Regions from separate parts of the Triticum aestivum genome. Here region 1 is linked to region 2. The links are chromatin contacts, called in public Hi-C maps. All regions are on one chromosome and are shown on one strand. Each heading gives the region's core, a stretch centred on a gene start, on an enhancer-like site or on the middle of the called end of the contact. The rest is flanking DNA. Distances are from core to core; before and after follow the strand shown. Region 1 holds the start of LOC123069944 (vacuolar-processing enzyme). Region 2 has its middle 28 kb from the start of LOC123069943.

What was found. A called contact is a pair of places that touch in the nucleus more often than the background predicts.
Region 1: a Hi-C map of leaf shows a contact between it and region 2, with 4 times the contacts expected there. The contact joins the promoter of LOC123069944 here to the enhancer-like site in region 2. A contact is called at or near these places in 2 of 5 Hi-C or Micro-C datasets (both in leaf).

What each region holds. Positions count from the first base shown.
Region 1 is chr3B:375,138,198-375,144,607 of IWGSC CS RefSeq v2.1, forward strand. LOC123069944 (vacuolar-processing enzyme) reads left to right here and starts at 1,884. Exons shown (of 9, transcript XM_044492933.1): 1 at 1,884-2,227; 2 at 3,056-3,220; 3 at 3,574-3,730; 4 at 3,905-3,990; 5 at 4,080-4,279; 6 at 5,202-5,250; 7 at 5,330-5,542; 8 at 5,699-5,905. The coding sequence starts at 2,006.
Region 2 is chr3B:374,284,232-374,290,367 of IWGSC CS RefSeq v2.1, forward strand. No RefSeq gene overlaps it. Among protein-coding and RNA genes, the nearest start is that of LOC123069943, 28 kb to the left of the region's middle. Within about 2 kb of position 4,455, at least 3 of the 8 cell types and tissues checked have an H3K27ac peak or open chromatin away from gene starts, as enhancers often do. A contact at or near this core is called in leaf, where this site is marked.

The DNA.
Region 1 (6,410 bases), core at 634-3,133, 850 kb after region 2:
TTGACCTAGATCCTCTAATTCTCATGATTAGAAGCCTAGTGTGGTTCTAATCTCCTCCCTCGAATTATCCGGTGACGATAAGCTCTGGACGGTGAAGCGCTGCCATATCGTGAAGACCGTACGCTTGCAACCAAGTAGAGCGGTCGTGCTTTCGATCTTTCGTTCGAGGGATTGTTCAAGGGTGGTTCGCGGGATCATCATCAACAGTTCGAGAGACTCAAAGTACGATCTACACCGACTCGTCTACTTTCGCTATACTCCGGAGTCGGTAACGATCGTTGACCAAACACTATATGCATTTTCATATTGTTCTTGGGTGTTCGTAGGGCGATTTTGTTTTCCTTTCTACTACGTTTCCCAACAGTCCCGAGCTGGTGGTCTTGGCTAGATGTAACAGGAAGTAGAGAAAGGCATGATGTTTAACCAGGTTCGGGCCCTCTCCAAGAGGTAAAACCCTAAACCCTGCTTGTTTGTATTGATTATGGATAGGGTACAAAGTATAGGATGATCTACCTCGAGATCATATGAATGAGTTCTAACTTGCCTAAAAAAAGACTTGCGGCTTATATAGACACCAGGGGTAGGGTTACACGTATGCCGGCTACATGTGGGGATAAACATGCCGATAATTTGAATATGGCTTGAAGTATACGCCAAATCTTGGAATGATTCCATCTTGAGTTTTTTTTGAGACAGCCATCTCGAGTACACCAAGGGCCATGGCTTGCATGACCCATTCTTCGTTTGTCGGTGGGTCCTTGGCCAAGCCCATGAATGATAGGCCGACGTGGTAAGCACCCCCCTAATCAAGGATACTGTCAACCTCCTTGCCAGTCTTATCATTTCCCTCCTTGTCGTTGCCTCCCACGACAAGCTTGTCAATCTGCATTGAACATATACATATGAACTAGTCCCGATCAAAAACGTACTACACGTATGAACAAGATCGTTCTAGACGGCTCTGACGAGGAGGAGGAGCACCAGGCGTTGAAGATGATGGCGAGGGCTTCTCAACCTGGCTGCTCTACAATGCCCCTCAAGGTGGACGACTACCACCATGAACTTTAGAGACTTACCTTCGACCTACATGCCGCTCAGCGTGCCCCATGCACCTCAACCCCGCCGCTAGGCTATATCCGAAGTGCTGATTAATTGATTCGAGGGTTTGTTCAAACCCTCGAAATTCCTACCCCGTGTGTGTGAATACCCTCGAATCCCTAATTGTAATCGGTTCAATTGGTCCTAGATAGAAGCCTAACCTTGAATCGAATGTGTGATCTACAATCAAGTATAAATCTAATGCGGCCGCAGGAAAATCGATGGTGTGTGATCTACAATCAAGTATAAATCTAACGCGGCTGCAGGAAAATCGATGGTACGGTAGGAACGTAAGGCATACCGCAATTGACGCGGAGGGCGGGTGAAACCGGTGCTCGTCGTGCGAATCTTGTGTTCTCCACCGATGAGACAGAAAGAGTGACAGAGGGAAGAGTGAGCGGTGGGAGGAGGGAAGAGTGAAGCAGTGGGAGAATGAGCGGTAGGAGGAGGGGGTGGCGCGAGTTACAACACCGTTTGGGGAACCAACACGACTTCTACCACGTGTCCCCGTGTGTGCAACTGTCATCACCCACATACGCCCCCTCGCATCCCTCGAATTTGGCTCGCTGAAAACGCTCGATTTTAGCATTCCTCAACAGCCAAGCCAACAACCAAAACAAAAATAAAACATGTATCTAGCTGGCCTGGTTGAGGTTGATGCAGGCAGCCAAACAGCCCTAGAGTGAACGGTATGTGCGTGTTAAAAATGGAAAACCCCACTTATTTACGACCAGGTCCCACCTACGACTACGAGCGCCATGTATATTGAATAAGAAAAGATACCCTGAGGCGCCGGCGCATAATAAAAGGAGACGTTGGAGGCTTTCCCTTTGCCCCAGCCCGAATTAAACCCCTCCTTCCTCCTCCCCCTCGCTTCTTCGCGGAATCCAAACCCCAAACACCAGCCATGGCGATGGCGTCCTTCCGCCCCCTTCCCCTCGCTCTCCTGCTCGCCGCGTGCCTCTCGGCGCTCGTGCTGGCCGTGGCGCACGCGCGGACCCCACGGCTGGAGCCCACCATCCGGCTGCCGTCGCAGCGCGCCGCCGGGCAGGAGGACGATGACTCCGTCGGGACCAGGTGGGCCGTCCTCATCGCCGGCTCCAACGGCTACTACAACTACCGCCACCAGGTGCGCACGCGCTATACTGCTCTTTGCTCGTTCGCATCTCCGCGATCCTCGATTTTCCGTTCCTGTTTTGTCTTCCTGTCGGTTAATACCTGGTGTGCATCGCCGAAAGAATAGGTTGAAAAAAAAAAGTTCCGTTTGCTCTTGCTGCGTGTTCCGGATTTTTTCCTCCTATTTTGTGTGGTTGATGATTTGTTGAGTAATCCGACCGCAATTGAACTATGATTGGCAAACCCTGTTAATATGATGATATTGGCGCGGTGCCATATCGCCGTGAGGCAAATACTTGGTTTAAGAACGATTTCGTGTGCATCTCATTTGGCATATGAACTGGAAACAAAATTAAATATCGTACGTACATATGAGATTTCCTGATTTTTGGGGCCTGCGTGTTTGTTGCGGGCTCCACCCACTGATAAGTGTATTATTGTACAACCCTTGTGGTTCCACCCACTAATAAGTACGGTTCCTGATGCTAGTATTTTGTCTATATATATAAGTAGTACTCTCTCCGTTCCAAAATAGATGACTCAACTTTGTACTAACTTTAATGATGTACTCCCTTCGTCGGGAAGATACATCTCCTTTTATCTATTTTGATGACAAGTATTTTCGGAATTTTCGGACGGAGGGAGTAATTAACTGCACTGGTCAGCCAAAATGATTTTGTTGTTGCCACGTAATGGCAGGCTCTATGAACACGATTTCAGTTATGTGTGTGTTTTGTACTTTTGGTAGTACAGTGCTACCATAAGGATGAAACTGGGAGGGGTTAGTGACGACAATGAAGTACTGTGTTTGATTTGTGGACTGGAATTTTGCACTTTGCAGGCGGATATCTGCCACGCCTACCAGATCATGAAGAAGGGTGGTCTCAAGGATGAGAACATCATCATATTCATGTATGACGACATTGCGCACAACCCGGAGAACCCGAGGCCGGGCGTCATCATCAACCACCCCCAGGGTGGAGATGTCTATGCTGGGGTCCCTAAGGTAATCATGTGTCTTCAAGGAAAATTTTCCAGTAATTGTTGATGTAGTAAAAATCTAAGATTGGTAGTTAGCCTTACTAGGTGCTACAAACTGTTTGATGGTTGCAGAAAAATGTGAATATGATATTCTACAAATTACACGAAGGGAAATTTCAATAGCAGTTTGCAAAATGATTGAATGTCTAAATTTCTATCAGTCTTTATGTTATTTTCCAATTGGTCGTGGATATGAAGAATGCCAACTTTCTATGTGATAACGTCAACGTCTTAATGGAATGAATCAATTCTAATGATCATGCATCCCTATCCACAATTTTACATCTGTTCGACTGAATATTTCTGTTCCGACTGTAGGACTACACTGGAAAGGAGGTTAATGTCAAGAACTTCTTTGCTGTCCTGCTCGGTAATAGAACCGCTGTGAGTGGTGGGAGCGGCAAAGTCGTGGACAGTGGCCCTAATGATCACATTTTTGTGTTTTACAGTGACCATGGGGGTCCTGGGGTCCTTGGTCAGTATTCAGAACCTGCCATTCTTGCGCTTCCTGTCTTTTATTGCCTTCTTTGGAGAATTTTAAATATCTGAAACCAGTCAGAACAGATATTTCGTATACATATATTCAAATCCAGATATGCACAATTAACTTATTAGTGTCATGGTTTTTTCATTCTGGTAAAAATTTCAGGGATGCCTACCTATCCATACCTTTACGGTGACGATCTTGTAGATGTCCTGAAGAAAAAGCACGCTGCTGGAACCTACAAAAGCCTGGTACCCCATCGCTCTTTGGTTTATTTTTGCTCTGCATGGTGTGCTGCTTGAAGCAATGGCCTGAGGTGTATAGTCATCTTATTTTGTAGGTATTTTACCTTGAAGCCTGCGAATCTGGGAGCATCTTTGAGGGACTTCTGCCGAATGACATCGGTGTCTATGCGACCACCGCATCGAACGCAGAGGAAAGCAGTTGGGGAACGTATTGCCCCGGCGAGTACCCGAGCCCTCCGCCGGAATATGACACTTGCTTGGGCGACCTGTACAGCATTTCTTGGATGGAAGACAGGTACTTTATTCCTCGTCTCTCCCTCTCTCTGGGTCCTTCTACCATGTTTTCCATTCAGACGCTAAAATCATGTACTGTTAAGGTCAGTTCGAACATGTGGCGCTCATGTCAGTTAGTACTTTCTGCTACCGTACAGGGTGTGTTATTTCAAAATGATTAACCAACTAGTACGGCACTACCTGCTATCTTTCTCTATTTAAGTAAGACGCTGGTGATACGCATGTGTTCTCTGAATGAGGGTGATATGCATGTGTTGCTTACTTTTAGGTGCACATGAATGACAAATACTTATGCTGTGTGCATAGCATGTGCTGTGGTTTTTACTGAGCTCTAAGCATGTGCTGACTATGTTGTCTTGTTTGGTCCCTTAACTACACAGAATAAATCTGATGTCAGGTCTGCCTGCCCGACTCACAGTCAACTCTTTGAGCTTGATCAAACCAAATCCTGCACACATGCAGGCGCACGTGCACACACACGCACGAGCGCACACGCAAGAGCACACACACGCACAGCCATGCACTATTGTTGCAGGGTGCAGTTCGGCTGAATACCATGCATTTAACTGGGCCAACTAGAGCTATTTTTCTGCTGGCTGTAAACTGCATCCTGTAGTAACAGACAACGATTGCAGGGCAAATCTGATGGCCATGGAGCTTTGGGGCTTTTTTCGCTGTTAATGCTCCATGTAGAAATAGCTGTAGCTGTTGCACACAACCATATTCTTATGAAATTGCAACAGAACATCACCTGTATGTACTCCTATCGGCTGTCATGGTAGTGATTGTTGCAGTTCACCATTTTATAGATGAACCCCGAGTCAAAATCCTTGGGTCATTTGTTTGAAGAGAACTTGTTTTTCGTTATGGTTCTTAGCCATTTTAGTTGTGCTCAAATAACACTGAACTTTCAATGTTGACAGTGATGTCCACAACCTGAGAACTGAATCTCTCAAGCAGCAGTATAACCTGGTAAGTACTTAAAACTTCAATTTCTTTTAGCTTAAATCTTGGAGCAGTTCTTTCCTAACATAACCTAATGGTTGAGCAGGTCAAGAAGAGAACAGCAGCTCAGGACTCATACAGCTATGGTTCCCATGTGATGCAATATGGTTCTTTGGACCTGAATGCTGAACATTTGTTCTCGTACATTGGGTCAAACCCTGCTAACGAGAACACTACATTTGTTGAAGATAACGCACTGCCATCATTCTCAAGAGCTGTTAATCAGAGGGATGCTGATCTTGTTTATTTCTGGCAGAAGGTTTGTAATTATATCATGAGAAATCTTGTATGTTGATTTTATTGTCATGTGATCTGTTGATCATTGCCATGCTTTACCCACAACAGTATCATATGCATAAACTCGGTAAAAAAGACGGATAAACTAACTGATTAATTTCTTTTGTTCTGCATGTAGTACCGGAAATTGGCTGAGAGCTCCCCTGAGAAAAAGGATGCTCGGAAGCAATTGCTTGAAATGATGGGTCATAGATCTCATATTGACAACAGCGTCGAGCTGATTGGAAACCTTCTGTTTGGTTCTGTGGGTGGTCCGATGGTTCTAAAGGCTGTTCGCCCAGCTGGTGAGCCTCTTGTTGATGACTGGAGTTGTCTCAAGTCTACGGTAAGGCTCTATTTGACTTTGGTTGGTCGTCTATCAGCATCTCTTATCTTATGCTTCTGCTGTGTTTTGCTGTTGCCTATTGATCATATGTTAATTGTTTGGAAAAAAGGGCAACCTGGTGCATGTAGCTCCCGCTTGCGCAGGGTCCAGGGAAGGGTCCGACCACTTTGGGTCTATAGTACGCAGCCTTTCCCTACATTTCTGTAAGAGGCTGTTTCCAGGACTTGAACCCATGACCTCATGGTCACAAGGCAGCAGCTTTACCACTGCGCCAAGGCTCCCCTTCATATGTTAATTGTTTGGAACTGGGACAAAATTCTTTAGATTTGCTTCCAGTACAATAATAGTAGTATATACTCTTGCAGATAATTTATTTGTTATTGGTTGGCTGACAAAGAGAATTGTGTTTATCATTTCCCAGCGCTTCACTACAGTTCACAACTTTTAGTGTCTGTTCCAGTTACATGTCCATTGAGAGAATAGGTAGTGTAGTTAATGCATTCTT
Region 2 (6,136 bases), core at 3,205-5,704:
GCCTGCAACCTTTCAGACCGCGTGCTTCAAACGTGTTTAGCCATCCAACGAAAAATGTATCGATCTGCCGAGTGGTCCAGACGCACTTTTTCCCGTAAACTCGAGACAAACTGGAAGGGGGCTTTGCGGAAGTCCGGACAACAGCTACGTAGGACTCCATCACCCCCGCCCACCCAAAACCCCACCAAAATCACTCCCGAACCCATGCCTCCATCCTTCCATTTTCTCTCCTCCCGTCGTCCTCTCTTGCCTTCGTCGTCGCTCCACCACCCGGCCGCCCCGTCACACCCCTGCCGGAACTCGATGAGTCTGTCACCTCAAACGGTACACCCGGGCTCCACGCCGGTTCTCCTCCGTCGCCGTTCCACACCGCACATGAATCATTCGCTCCTACGATACTCACCATGCCCGACAACTGTTTCGTTAAATGCCCACGCTAAAAAAAATTGTCCCTTCTTCTTTGAAGCAATGAATTCGGATATGGAGTACATATACGAGCACTATGTTGAGTTGTCTCATGGCCCATCCTCCCAGCAATGTTCGGTGAAATGCCCATGCTAAAAACAAGAAGCAGCTAGAAAGAATGTTGAGAGGGCATTTGGAGTCTTGCAGGCACGTTTTACAGTTGTTCGTAGACCTGCTAAACAATGGGATCTTGTGGAAGATGATGACCTGTTGTGTGATCATGCACAACATGATCGTGGAGGATGAGGATGAGGATGTTGCTGCAACTCTTGAATTTGAGAACATGGATGATCCTTTCGAACTTCCAGACCAGAATCTGCGACATTTGAAGAGTTTGTTCAAATGCATCAAAAATTCGGCGTCATGCAACTCAGGAGCAACCGAAGGAAGATCATGTTGAGTATCTATGGGCGATTAAAGGGGGCAACAATGTTGGAGTATAATATTTGAACCTTTTAAATTAAAACCACTACTGCAACATCTGAACTATTTTAGACTATATATGCGGCTATTTGAACGTGCGGAATTTTAAATATATTGGGCCGGATATATGCAGACGGTTCTGGATGGCCAGCTTTCGCGTCCATGTCCACGGACTGGTCCTCTCCAATCCATAGACGAATGTGGTGTCCATTTTGCGGGTTCGGCATTGGAGATGCCCTTACCCTAGTTGTGCTAGGCTTTACTGAGCCACCTCTACGTCGACTGCAACCTTCACCTTAATTTAGTACTCTAATCATATAATGTAGCGTATACTTCATGGGATGAGGATTTGTGACTCGGATCTGACTCACCCTAATATGAAAATAGTATTAAAAAATAACACAAAATTTCAGAAAAAACTAGAATTTTGTAATATCAAATATGGGTGCCCATTCTACTCTCATGTTTAGTTCTGTGAGGAATGGTGCCCGTGGTATTCTCGATAAAAAAAAGTCAAAAAAATTCTATATACCAAAAAAATTGTTTGGATGGATTGTATGACCGTATACCACGGGCATCCATTACTCACTAAACTAAACGTGGGAGTAGAATGGCCACCCATGTTTGATATCCCAAAATTTCATATTATTTAAAATTTTACTAATGTTTTTATACTATATTCGTATAGGGGTGTGTGGCATCTGAGAGCTCTCATGCATTTTTCATACTTCATACTATTATTTTGTTAGTCATTTAGATGGTCAAGAAATGACCAAAATATGAAGGGGTCCAACAAACCTGAACGGAGGGAGTACTAAGGGCATCTCCAATGGCAACCCGCAAATTTCCTCCCTGCATCAGATGCGGGAGGCCAACATCCAACGCTATCATGTATATGTCCGCCAGTAAATTCAATTCAAATGTGCTCGATCCACACAACGCGTCAGATCACCCAGCGCCGGACTGCATGCCCGATCACAACCAAAAAGAAGCAAGTATGCTTAGTTTTTACATGCTTGAATCCAAAAGAATATCAGTCTGGCAGTCCGTGCATTTCTGCCCCGCCGCACCGACAATCCCAGTCGTTCCCTCCTCCCTGGCCAAGGTGGTGTCGTCACCACCGCATAGACAACCTCTGCCCCCGCGTCCGCGTACGCTTTCGCAGCGTCCTCGCCGTCCGCCTCCGCCAAATGATCTTTCTACTACTGCAGCATCTGGTAGCGGATGGATTGCACGATGATTCTTGCGTAGGTATCCAAAGAGTCCACATTCAGAGTCAACATCTTGGCCTCCTTTGCATTGGTGGTGATCTTCACCTTCTTTTCCTCGAGCGTGGCCTTTCTCTCTTCGATCATGGTCCTCCTTTCTTCGAGCTTGAGCTTCTTGTCCATCGCCTTCATCAACAGTTTGAACCTCTTCGCCTTCTTCTACTCCTTGATGTCTGAGCTCCTCACGCATGCCTCCTCCTTCTTCGCCAAGATTTTCTCGAACATCTCCGTCAGCTTGGTCGCAGCACCTTCTCGCTTCGCCCTTTCCTCCTCCCACTTCTTCCCCATAAATTTCTTCTAACCTTCTTCGACAGTTCTTCGGTTGAGTCGATAGGGTCACCGGTTTCTTCCTCGTTGGCTTGGGCGGAGGTCTTGGCAATGAAAAAGGTTCCACTTCGGTTGCCCATTCAACTTCAACCAACAATGCATGACGGTGAAGGACTTCTTCTCCAACTTCTTGTACACCACACAAGAACGAGTAAACTACAAAGTGAAACATTATCGACAATGCATATCCATCTAGTGAGCTACAAAACAAACATGTCTCGCTAGTCATCAACAAGACTCAGCATATCCAGCTAGTGATCAACTAACTTGCTCGGTGATTTGTGCACCGCTAGGTCACCGTGCGATGAGATGCTTCAAGTGCCCGCAATACTTGGACATGACCTGTTGGATGGTGTAGCATCGATGTTGATGGACTTCCATTCATGGTTGCTTATGACCGCATCGGAGTAGGGCGTGAAATGATGTGTTCACAGAACCATATGTGAATGTTCCTCCAAAAGGTTGTGTCCTTTTGCTCCATGCCATGGATCACATCAATGCTAGTGGTCAACCATGCATCGCACAACAACTCGTCCTCCCGCATGTTAAAGCTTTCTCCGTTGCCCTTCTTCTTCGGGTTGCCACTTGTATCATCCGGATCATCGTCCTAGCCGTCCTCCTCCCCTTCCCCTCTGACTGCTATTGTCCGGCGGCCAAGTGTTGCTGTTGCTTTGTGCTATCGCCAGTGTGGGTGTAGGACTGTTGCCTGGCCGTCTAGGTGTTGGACTTCTCCTGCTGCTAGTTACCAGACTAGGTGGGATCCGAGTCTTCCACCTGCCTGTCCTCATAGCGCCCTACTCCTCCCTCGCCTCCGTCGTGGATGATGTCGAGCATCTCCCTGTCCGGGTTGTCGTACGTCGGCTCCCCTGCTCGAGGCATTATAGCGAACAGTGTGTGGGCACCCATCTGCCCCGCCCGCCATTCGTGCCCGGACAAGCTGTGACGAAGAATACTCGGGGAAGAGCGGCGCCGCATTAACGCTGACGATGTAAGGCATCGTACCGGCAGGGGTTCTGAGCTGCTTGGAGGCGTAGTAGTACAGAGGCTCGTAATGCTCCGGCCATGACAATGTCTGTATTGTGGGCGCGCCCGTCTGGCGGCGTTCGCGACGGCTACCTTGACCGCCTCGTCCACCACGACCTCGAGGCCCAACGCCGCCACCACGCACACCGGCGGCCAACCGCTTGTCGAGCTTCTCCTCCTTTGAGGCCTTCGCTTTGACGCGACGATTTTCCCGCGTAGCCGAGCTGATCTTCCGGGCGAGCATGATGCTCGGGTCCTCCGGCACCTCCCCGACTCCATCTCCGACAAGTTCTATGCGGCAAGGGTAGGAGAAAAGAGCGGGAATTGGGCGGAGAGTGGCGGGGGGTGGAAGCAGAGAGTGGGGGATTTTGACGCGAAAACGATGCGGGATGCTTCAAAAGCGCGGGCTTCGCCTTCCTTTTGGGTGGGCCGGTGGGGGGAGGTGGGGGGGGGGGGGCAGAGGTCGACGTTTCACATGTCAGGACTCTCGCAAAGCCTCCAACATTTGTTTTCGGTCGACGAGAAAAAACATGTCCGGACTATATCTCAGACCTATACATGATCATATTGGATGGCTTTCGTGGTCTGAATAGTACGGTATGAACGGATGCGGGTGGTTTGCGGGTGCCCGTTGGAGACGGTAGGATATATCATCATGCAATGGATAACAAATCTGTCTCATTTCGCCCGTAAACTGTACTACCGAGTCCTTGTCTATCTGTGGAGGTTCCTTTTTATTCACGACATGGAATCTGTGGAGGTTCCCACTTACGCAAGCAACAGTAGTCACGCTATCCAACCCGAAAATACTGCCAAGGGAAAAGACGAACAGAAATGAGAGAAAATAATAAATTAAAAAATAACCCCTCACTCAGTACTTCACGGTGACGGCGGCTGAAAAGGAAATGACACGTCACTGTCACCATCGTCAAAAGGCAAAGGATATCCGAGTGATGTCCCGGGTGACGTTTGGGGGTCCGATGGCTCATCGAGACTCTTCACCTTATCCATTCATCCGGTGGCGTCGAAACGGTGAGACATGAGACCAATCTCGGCCGCACACCTGAATTTCTTCCTGAATTTCTTGATGCCGACACGGCTGTACCCAGAAAACACTCTTCTTCTCCCGTGGTGTAATCTCATGCAAGCTCACCTGAAGAAGAAGAAATATCTCATGAGTGAGTGTGATGCCATCTTCGTATTCTTCTGCTGGACCGTCGGCCGTCCTGTTCAATCATAAATTACCGCAGGCGATCAAAGGTGGTATGTGCTCTTTTTTTTTAAAAAAAAGGGGCTCCCGGCCTCTGCATCAGCATGATGCATACGGCCATATTATTAACCAAACAAATAAGTTTCAACAAGGTCTCAAAGTCTTCAATAGCGAAAAGAGAAAAAAGGCTCACACAGAACAAAAAAGGCTAGAAACATCAACTAGCCAAAAGAAGGATGCCACAACCGGCTGGCTAAAAAGAGATAGAAAAACTAATTGTCTATCCTATTACATGACCGCCATCCAAACCGGTTGAAGATATCCCGAGCTACCGTCTCCCAGCGGATAGATCCGGTAACCAAAAGCTCCCTGGCCTCTGTCGGAGTGAGTAGCGACCAGGAACGAATCAGCGCCGTAGCTCTGAAGATAACCTGCAAAAAATGAATTCGTGTTGTCCTGTTAAAAACCAAATCATTCATGCAATTCCATAGCGCCCACACCAAGGCGCAGACTCCTACACGAATATGTCGCGCTAGCCCGGGCTCTATCCCGTTAAGCCACGTTCCAAATAACGTGTTGACTGAACTCGGTGGAGAAATATTCAAAGCAATATGGATTGTCCTCCATAAAACTTTAGCTAGTGGGCAATCAAGAAAAAGATGTTTAATCGTTTCATCCCGATCACAGAAGCTACACCTAGTAGGTCCTGTCCAATTACGCTTTGTCAAGTTGTCCTTGGTTAAAATAACTTGTTTGTGTAGAAACCACATAAACACTTTAATTTTCAAAGGAACTTTGACAGCCCACACATGTTTGGAACTAGGAATCGAGCTTGAATTGATCACATCAACATACATTGATTTAACTGTAAATTCTCCCGACCTAGTGAGCTTCCAGCGTAATTTATCGGGTTGTTGGGAAAGTTGAACATCCATCAGTCTCCTTACTAGATGCAGCCATTCTTCCCAACGATTGCCCACTAACGCCCGTCTGAACTGAATATTAAGGGGGATTGATTGAAATACCGTTGCAACAAAAATCTCACGTCGTTGAACAATACGATACAATGACGGGTATTGGATGGCTAGGGGTACCTCTCTGAGCCAAGTATCCTCCCAGAATCTCGTACTGGTATGTGCTCCTGGACGATGTAAAATTTGAAGCCCTAGAAATGATTTTATATATTAGGATGAAAGAGAGAAGTTTTTGGATACCGTAAGGCTGTTCCGAGGGCTCCACAATGTACAAGTGCTAAGAGCATCTCTAGCAGACCCTTAAATCGCCGACCCGTATCGCGCGTTTATAGTTCACGGAAAATGAGTTTTGCGGGTTCACGCAGGCTGCGGCAGAAGTGAATATTCGGTTAGCCCGCGTGAACCCGCAAAACGGGTGGTTTTCCAGAATTTGATACATATCTTGC